2 separate regions of the Oryctolagus cuniculus genome follow, and region 2 is linked to region 1. A link is a contact called in public Hi-C data. All regions are on one chromosome and are shown on one strand. Each heading gives the region's core, a stretch centred on a gene start, on an enhancer-like site or on the middle of the called end of the contact. The rest is flanking DNA. Distances are from core to core; before and after follow the strand shown.

The links. Hi-C and Micro-C count contacts between places; a contact is called where the count stands out from the background.
Region 2: a Hi-C map of an unstated tissue shows a contact between it and region 1, with 2.3 times the contacts expected there. The contact joins the promoter of ELL2 here to the promoter of RFESD in region 1. A contact is called at or near these places in 2 of 6 Hi-C or Micro-C datasets (embryonic fibroblasts and an unstated tissue).

Annotation. Positions count from the first base shown.
Region 1 is chr14:18,240,916-18,245,996 of mOryCun1.1, forward strand. It overlaps RFESD (Rieske Fe-S domain containing), which reads left to right and starts at 1,672. Exons shown (of 5, transcript XM_017344610.3): 1 at 1,672-2,304; 2 at 2,741-2,866.
Region 2 is chr14:18,539,943-18,544,426 of mOryCun1.1, forward strand. It overlaps ELL2 (elongation factor for RNA polymerase II 2), which reads right to left and starts at 1,474. Exons shown (of 12, transcript XM_002713941.5): 1 at 1,135-1,474. The coding sequence starts at 1,281.

The sequences.
Region 1 (5,081 bases), core at 422-2,921:
CCTAGCGTGCCGGCGCCGCAAAGCGGAAGATTAGCCTATTGAGCCGCGGCGCCGGCCTAAAACATTATTTCAAATCCTCCTTCCCTCACCAACATGTTATTTCACTGACCTGGAATGCAGACATGATTTGGTATCATGACATTTTTTTAAGGTTTATTTTATTTATTTATTTAAAAGAGAGAGAGAGAGAGAGAGGCGTTTTCTATTCACTGGTTCACTCCCCAAATGGCCACAAATAGCCACAGCTGAGCCAATCCAAAGCCAGGAGCCAGAAGTTTCCTGTGGGTCTCTTATATAGGTGTGGGGACCCAAGGACTTGGGCCATCCTCCACTGCTTTCCCAGATGCATTAGCAGGGAGCTGGATCAGAAGTGGAGCAGCTGAGACTCGAACCGGTTCCCATAAGGGATACCAGTGCTGCGGGCCAGGGCTTTAACTCGATGTGCCACTGCGCCACAGCACCAGCTCCTATCATGGCTTCTAAAAATTCCCACGTGGCTCTATGGCATAAGCTGGGTTCAGAATCACTCCCATTAGAGGACAGTAAAGGGAACTTTAAAAGCCCATTGGAGGTAAGTGTTTGGCTTAGGGGTAAGGTACCTGGATCCCATATCAGAGCATGTGGGTTTGATCCCAGCAGCAGGTCCTGGCTCTAGCTTCCTGCTAACACAGACCCTAGATGGAATGGTGATGGCTCAGGTACTTGGGTTTCTCCCCTCACATGGGGAACCCAGAGTGAGTTCCTGGATCCTGGCTTTGACCTGGCCCAGTTTTGGCCACTGCAGGTATTTATAACAGATGGGAAACCTCTCTTTCTTACTATCAAATAAATAAATATATATCTTTTAAAATCCATCAAATTCATATACTTTGAGCTCTGACCACAAGTATGAGGGTTTTGGTGTGCTTTTTTTTTTTTTAATTCAGGGAAGTATAAAGAGGAAGAAAAATTATGAATCCAAAATATAAAAGTGAAACCCTTTATCTGCCCCCAAAGGAACTACTGTTATGTTCTGGATTGCTTTTTAACGTTTACCTCTCATGTGAGAAACAATTTGGGTTCACACTGTAGACAGTACAATAGATCTCATTCTGCACTTTTCCTTCTAACGTTCATCGGCTCATGAACCTACTCTCCGCGTATACGGGGTAGTTCACCTGCTTGAACTGTATTTTATTGAACCATTCCCGTGTTGATGATCCCATTAGCTGTTGTCACTCTTCCCTTGCACCTTTACCTAAGAATTATATGCATCATGAGGAACTTTTCCAAGTAGTTTTTTGGGGTAAACTCCTAGGAGTGTGACGGCTGGGTGCACTTAATATTTGGATAAATGTAGTGAGGTCAACGCCTAAAGAATAAATGATGACACTCAATTTGTCAAACACAGGGCTCAGTCAGCCAGTTCCCAGGCGCGGCCGGAACGCCGGGACATCCGGCCCCTGCCAGCCCGGGTCCTTGGAGGCCACAGGGGCCGTCGCCGGGGGCGGGCCTCCAAGGTCACGTGGACGATTCCGCCCCGCCCCGCGATGGCTCGCGCAGCCGCATCTCGCAGAGGCAGCGGAGGGCGGGTCTTGAGGGGGGCGGAGCAAGGGCTCCAAAACTGCCAATTCTGTTCTCGCCGCGCGCGATTGGGCGGCCGGGAGCGGGGCGGGGCTCGCGGGGCCAGCTGCTTCCGGCCGGGCCCGCGGCCCCGAGCGCAGGCTTCCGGCGGCGGGGGTTGTGGTTGGGTGGCTGTGGCCGGCTGGCTGCTTCTGGAGGTTGCTTGGAGCAGTTCGGCCCTCCAGGGCCTGCGTTCTGCGTTGCTGAACCGTTAAACCTCGGTGCATAGTTGTGCCCAGGCACGGGAGGCTCACCCTGAGGGCGGCAGCGCAGCGCCTTTAACAAGCTTTGCCGGCCTAGATGGCGCGCTGAATATGAGGGCTGTTGGCGGGTTTCTGCGGCCCCGCTGGAATATTGGGCGGGGGAATCCGCTGCACCTGCACGGCCCAGTTCAGGCTCTGTGCAGCGCTCTGCTAGTCTGTGAAATAGAACGCGTGGTCACGCTGGGCAAACTTGCCAGGACTGGAAGGACCGTGGCGCTGACGGCGACCCTGGTTTGAGCGAGTCCCACGCAGTTTCCCTCTGCCTCGCGGTGTGCCAGGCCCTCGTTACAGACCACAGCCCAGAAATTAAGCCACGTGCCCCAAATCACCCCACGCCGGGATTCGAGCCCAGGTGGAGCTCACCTATGGTCACAGGTCTTTAATATCAGACGGTGGTGGCAGTTTTCAGAACAGCTACATGATTTTATTAAGATATTAGGCAAGTATCCAATTTTCAAACATTTGTGGACACAACTCGGGCACATTAGCGTTCCTACATTTAAAAAAAAAGTTCAGGATCGTCCTATTTGGTGATAGGTATATACGTATCGGTGTTAGAACTCACAGTATATCACTATAAATTTTTGCTAAAAAGTTGTGCCTTCAGGATGGTTTACTGGGAGGCCACGTGTTTTTTATGTATGTATATAATACATATTATATTTATATAATTATATAAATATATAATTATATAATTCAAATAATTATATATTTATATATGAGTGTATGTATATATATATATAAATCCATGGTGCTGCCTAAATGGAGCACCTTTCCTTCTGGTGGTTTTCTGAGGATTAATGAGCTAACATAGGAAATGTGTCCAAGTAATAACCCCTCTGACAGTTTTTATCTATTGTCACTGTGTCTTCCAGTGGAATACAAGGACTGCTCTTGACCTAAACGCGAGTGTCACCCTGCAGATAAGCATTCTGAGCATGTGTGGGCCAAGTCCCCAGACTCCGTAGAAGCGCCTGAGTCACTGCTCAGGAGAGCGACAAGTAAGTACCTTTAATTTCATATCTGTGTTGTGTCCAGTGTCCTTTGAAAACTCAGCTGAGTTAAAATATTTTTTTTGAAAGTTCAACCTGTGCTGAATAAGTATCTAGTAGTACTGAGGGTCTATTCTGCTAATTTATAATTTTCTATGGAATGAGCACCTTTAGAAACCTAATTTTAAGGACAGATGAGACGTTTTTCTTCAAGACAGTTTTTCGAGGGTAAGTATTTTCATTATTCCACTTTTCTCTTGTTAAGATTCTGCTGGTTTTGATCTGTTGTACATAGTTCATGATGTGATCGTAGTTCATGATGTATTCTTGCAGAGTGCTGTTGTAAAGTGTTCTCCCCACAAAAGCAGTAACTGAGGTATGCATAGCTTATTCAGCTACATTTGGTCATGCCACAGTGTGTATATACGTCAGTGCATAGGGTTGTTCACAGAAAATACATACAATTTAATCTGTCAGTGTAACACATTTTCAGCGAAGATTGTGCAATCTTAAAGTAGACTCAATATGCAGGCAATGGGAGCATCTGGATAGCTCATCAGAGTAGCAGTCGTTAACATGCTCCACGTGGCCTTGTCAGAATGAGCCATGACGTCCGTAGTATTTAATTAAGAATAGCATGCGCGTGAGTATTGAATAGTCACCAGCTGGCATAAATAGTGCCATATATCATGTGGGGGGGGGACTCTTCCTCCAAGGATGAGGTAATACTTTCTTAAGCAGAATGCAAGGCTGTCGTCTGATTCTCTGAACTCTATCAGTTAGCCCCAGCCTTCCTGACCACTTCTTATCAGCCCTTTCAAAGGCTCCTGCAGTGTTCAGGGTTCCTACAGTTTTTCTTGATTGGAGGCTGAACCTGGAGGAAGAACAGCATTTGGTTTTCATGTGGGAGTTGGGAGACCTTAATCAACGTTCAGTGTTAGTCTGCGTCTCCTGTATCTTGTTACTTGCTTCATGTTTGTATTTATAGTTTTTGCCTGGAGGGAAAGATAGAACTGTTCATTCTCTTCCTTCTCTGGTCCCATTTTGAAATAAGCCATACCCACTTCTCAAGTTCATTCATTCATGATTCGTGGGCAGGCACATTCCTTGAGGATACAAAGTGCAATTTTACTCCTGGGTTTTGGATCATTTGCTACATAATATATAATATAGGAAGATACAACTTAGATATTGAAAAGAATAATTTTAGATATAAGAACTAACAAAATATTTTGAAACATTTAAGAAATTTTGCCTTACTTTTCTTCATGCATATACCCTGTAGACATGTATTCTTGAGTAATATATTGTTTGGTTTGCCTGCTTTACACTTGAAAAAAAATGGAAGCATCCTTTGAATTCTTTTTAAATTTTTTTTCACTTCAAGTAACATTTTGGTGAGTTTATTGTTATTATTATAATTTTTCCTCTCCTCTCCCCTCTCCCCTTTCTTTTGTTTTGGTGGAAGAAGAAAGACATCTGCCTTCTGCTTGTTCACTCCCAAATGCCCGCAACTGCTGAGGCTTGGCTAGGCCGAGTACCCAATCCAGGTCTCGCATGTGTATGACAGAGGCTCCTTGCGCCATCACCTGCTGCCTCCCAGGGTGTGAATTAGCAGGCAGCTGGAATTGGGAGCAGAGCAGAGCTGGGACTCAAATCCAAACATTCTGATAGGGGGTGAGGGTGTCCCAAGCAGTATTCTTACCACTAAAACAAACACCTAGCCCCTGAAGCCATGTTTTTAAATAATAATAATGATGATGATGCAAGTTGATGTAGCGATACATTTTCAGTGCCATTCAGCATTCTGAATACACCTGCAAACTCCCGGCTCTGCTGTTGGGTTTTGAGCTGCTCCTTGTCCTCTGTTGCTGTGGCTTCCTTGTGTGCACGTTCCTGGTCATTCGTACGCATTCCTGCTGTGTACGCCTAGAGTGGGATTGTGGATCATGAGTTTATTCAGCCTTACTGGTGAGGCCGGACTGCGGTAGCATCACTCGTGGTCTTGCCAGCGCCTGGTGTAAGTTTTAGCCAGCGGTAGAAGGAAAGTAGCATCCCCCTTTGTGTCTTCGCTTTGCCTTTTCCTACTAGTGGGGTTGATCACCGTGGGGTGTGATTCCTGGCCCTTCAGATGTCCTCCTGTGTGAAATGTGTGTGTTTTTTGCCCTTTGTTATATGGTTGTTTGGCATTTTCTTACTGGCCTTTAGGAGTTGTTTTCTGAAC
Region 2 (4,484 bases), core at 224-2,723, 300 kb after region 1:
CCACGCCTGTCTCGCTCAGCCACACACAGCACCGCATGCCCATAAACGGCTTCCCCGAGCACCCTGGCGGCCGTGCCCCTTCTCTCACTTCTCTCCCAACGTGAAAGCACCCCTGGATTTGTACTAGAGTGTGGCTGAGCCCCTCCCTGTCCTGGAGATGGGAGTGCGTCGCGGGTCTCTCCGGAGCGCGGAGAGCGGAGAGGCTCCAGTCAGCGAGTCTTAGCCCAGGATGCAGCGTTTCTTCCCCGCACCGCACCTGGGCTCGGCGACTCAGCCCCCGCGCAAGGCGTCTCCCGGGACAGCCAGCTTCCGCGATGTTCTCTCCCCGGCACCCTGAGCCCCTGCCTGAGTGCCCGGGTCTTTCCCGGGAAGGCGGCGGCGGTCCGGGGCGCAGGGTGTCTCGGGGAACGCGAGGCGCCTGTGTCCCCCGAGAATGCAAGGTGCGTGCCCGTCCTCCGTCCAGGCCAGGGCAAGGGCACCCGAGTGCACCCCAACCCCCCATCCCCAGTACCCGGAGTGCCGGTCCCACCTCCACGAGCACATCGTGTGCCCCCATTAAGGGAAGCGCCCCGGAGTGCTCGCGTGTCCCCAAGTCCCTGGGAGTTCCAATCGTGTCCCAGCCCCATTCGCAGAGCGCCGGGATCCGCGGCTATGCGGGTCCACCGGGCCCATATGTTAGCACGAAATCGCGGGCAGCTCGTGCCCACGGGTCCTCCCGGCTCTTGATCGGCACGCCGCGCCTCAGGCCCGCTCCCTTACTCGCCCCAGTCTCCCTCTCTCTCTCTCTCCTTGGGACCCAACCAGCTAGGAAATCCGCGATCGCCGTCGGAAAGTCCCGCAGCGGCGGCGCAGCCGAGCCAGGGCTGCGGCGGCCTCGGCCCCGCCGCCAGGGGCCGCCCGTCCGCTCGCCCTCCTCGGAACGCCTCAGCGCCCGGCCGGCCTGGGACCGCGGCGTCAGCGACCCTGCCCGGCCCTGCCCTGCCCTGCCCGGCCCGGCCGCCCGCCCGCCGCGGGCGCTGACGGCGGCAGCGGAGAGCCAGGCTCCGGGACACCCCGCGCTGGTGCCTCGAGTCTGAGGAGGCGCGGCGGGAGGCGAGGGTGCCCACCCCGAGCCCGCCCGGTCGACCAGCTCACCTTGTGGCTCTGGTAAGTCTCGAGCGCCCGGAGCGCTGTCTCCGTGAGCTTCACATGGAGGACGGTGATGTGGTCCTGCCCCAGCCGCCCGCACGACAGTCCGTAACGCTGCTCCTCCCGCAGGCCCGCCGCCCCCCCCGCCGCCATCTTAAACTCCCCGGGGTGCCGCCGCCGACGCCGCTCGGGCTTTAGCCTCCACTGCGGCCGCGGCTGCTCGGGCTCCTGCAGCCGCCGCCACAGCTACGGCCATCCCGCTGCTGACGTACTGTCATATACTGCGCTCAGCCAGACCTGGGGCTGCCACTGCCGCCGCCCGCCCCACCCTCCGGCCTCGCGCCCCGCCCCGCCCTCTCCTCATTGGCTCCGCTCCGCTCCGCGGCGTCCTCATTGGCTGCCTTCCGCTCTCACAGGGGCGGGGCCCAAAGTCGCCGGAGTTTTGCTCCCGGGACGGGACGTCCGAGGGCAGAGAGGCTGACGTCGGGGTGACGCGCCAACTTAATCACGTTTGACGTCACGTCTGGTCGCCTTGGTTCGCCAGCCGCGATTGGCCAGGCTGGCGTGGGGATCCCCGGCTCGCTGGGTGCCTGGGTTGCCTGGTCTGGTTTCCTAGAGTCGGAGCCCCGCCCCCGGGGCGATGGCCGGGGAGAGTCGGGGTGCGAGGACGTGACGGGGACCACGTCGGGGCGTTGTCCTTCGACGGCTCGGGAAGCCCGCGGGAGCTTGGGGGTGTGTGTGCGTGAGGAGGACGCAGTAGGAGTCGAAACGGGGTGCGGGAGGGCGGGATTCTCAAAACCCAGTTGAGGACTGCGGTGGAGCAGGTGGGCCTGCGAGGACCCCCGCTTTCCTCACGGCCCCCTGAACTTGACGGGAGTGAGTGCAGCCTGGCCTTTGGGGGTTGTGCTGGGTTGAGTCTCAGGGACAGAGCCGTGCGCCTGGGGGAATGTCTTTTTCAAGAGGCGGACCCAGGCTCAGCGAGGACCGAACTTCGAGGTCTCTGCTAAGTGACCCCGGGAGGCGGCAGCCCGCCGCCCTGATGGCGTAGGGAGAGGCGCCCTAGGTTAGGGTGGTGACGCCTTCCGAAGGGCAGAACCGGCCTTGACCTAACCCATCTCCTTGTCCTTGGGCCGGCTTTGTTAGGTGCGTGAGGCCTGCCTCCTGAGGGGAAGCGGAGGTGGCAGGGCCGTGCTGGGCTCCGTGAGGGGGCGTCGGTGGTCGGCCTGACAGGCAGGCTCCCCGTCGCGTGGTCAGAAACACCAGAGAAAAGCAGAAATTTGAGGTGCTTTTTACTCGGTTCCCCAGGAACAATTTTTTAGATATCTAATCAGTATTTCCCATCCTTTTTAATAGGATTAGGCTGTGACTTTTTTTTTCCCCCGTGAGTCCGCCGCCCTACACACCTGAATAAACCTTTTTCCCCTATAGGTTCACGCCCTTTCCATTGAGACCCTCGGGCAAGGTTGTATGTGATGGCATGAATTTCAGAACGAATTCTCTTTGTAGAGTACGGATTATATGGAAGACCTGTATTAAGTGTTGGTGACATCACAGGAGAAGTTTGTAAACTGACTTCATGTCAGCGCGCCTGAATAGGCTGGCTGTGAAGACATGGTTAACACTTGTTAATTTAGTTTCCTTTAGTGTTAATACAGAGTGTTAATTATCTTAAATTCATTAAATAGGGAATTAGGCAATCACACAAAAAAAGTGAATTCAGAATCTTACTTTTAGAAAGGAATTGCTTTATTGCCTAATTTTCTCTGCTTTCCAAATAGTTCATATCTGGGTGAGCTATAGTCTAAGAAAACAGTTCTATATTTGAATTATTCCTTTCTGTTGTTTGCTTTACTTTGATAGGGAAGCATTGACCGCACAGCAAAAGCTGTAATTATTTGGTGGTGGTGGTGGTGGTGGGGTGTTGGGAAGGGAGGTTTGATGAGAACAAGTAAAACCTGTATCCTACTGCTTTTCCGGTGAAGGTGGGTAAATCCCCGCCCACATGACATCCTCCCTTGGTCTCCTCTTACTCAGAACTTCTGATGACATCCAAGGAGTGGGGGAGGAACTAGGGTGGTTGTCACTGTAGTCCTCAAATGTCTGAACTGCAGCCTCTTTAATAATAATTGATTTTGTACTTAATTGTGGTAGGAAAAATTTTTCTCATTCCCTATTTTTGTGAGCAACAAGTCTTTGAGTGGGTAATATGATAGTGAGTTAATGTTCATATTTTTCCTCTTTCGATCTATTCAGCTATGAAATTTTAGTGTGCAAGTTAATATGGTGATGTAGTAGTGTCTCCATTGATACCTCACAGACATGATCCACATGATGCCTGCCTGAGTCAGAGGGTCCAGTTATGATGTGAAGGAGACTGATGAAAGTTCTCTTTGGGAAGGTTGCCATTGTATCTATGTTATTCTGTATCTATATTCAGTTTAAGTAATTAATTATCATCACCGAATGCCCGCTACATATAACATGCTGTGGAGAATTTAAAAATTAAACCGTATCATCTCTAAAGGAATTTTCTGTTTAAATGTGATGAAAGAAACAACATATTCAAAGCACAGTAATTAGAGAATTAATAGATGGTAATTTGGATGGTGTTAGTGATAAGCTCAAAAATTCAAAGAAAGTTCGTGCCCACCCAAGGATGCCAAACAAAGAATTCAAAGAAAGAAGAATAAAGAGGTTTTGTGGAGGTGGAGCAATTTGAACATCTGTTGAAGACTAAGTAGAGTCTAGATAAGTGGAGGTGGTATAGATGGAGAGAGGCCAACTGAAATGGTCTTAATGATCTTTCTAGCTGAATCCATTCATTTTAGAGACCCCATTAATTTGAAAGCAGCCTGCCTAACCTTGGATAACCAGAAGAGGCAAGGTCTGTTTCTATGTGTACAGTATATTGTGTGGATTTAATGACTGAGAAGAAAGTTCCCTTATAAGATGGACAAAAAAAAAAAAAAAGACAAATAGGAAGCAGTCTGATGCAGGCCTGATCTGTCTCTGATTTCTGGTGTACAGTGCAGGTAGGGGGTGTGGGAACATTAAGGTCTCCTCTGGCCTTCACATGCTGGGCCACCTGTCATTCCTGGCTACTGCATATTTAGTGACTGTTCCTCACATCGTTGGTGCTGAAGTCAACAACTCAGATACCTTCAGGGACCAGTGGGTACCTAAATGATTGAAACAGACCAGACACAAGGCGTCTGGGGACTGGAGGTGCTGTACTGTGGTGAACCCAGAGGGCAGGGGTGGGAGTGGCAGGTGTTTAAAAAGCTCAGTGGTTTCTTGGTCCACTTGATTGTTGCCAGGTGCACACGCAAGGGCCCAGTGTTGCCATATCTTCTAAT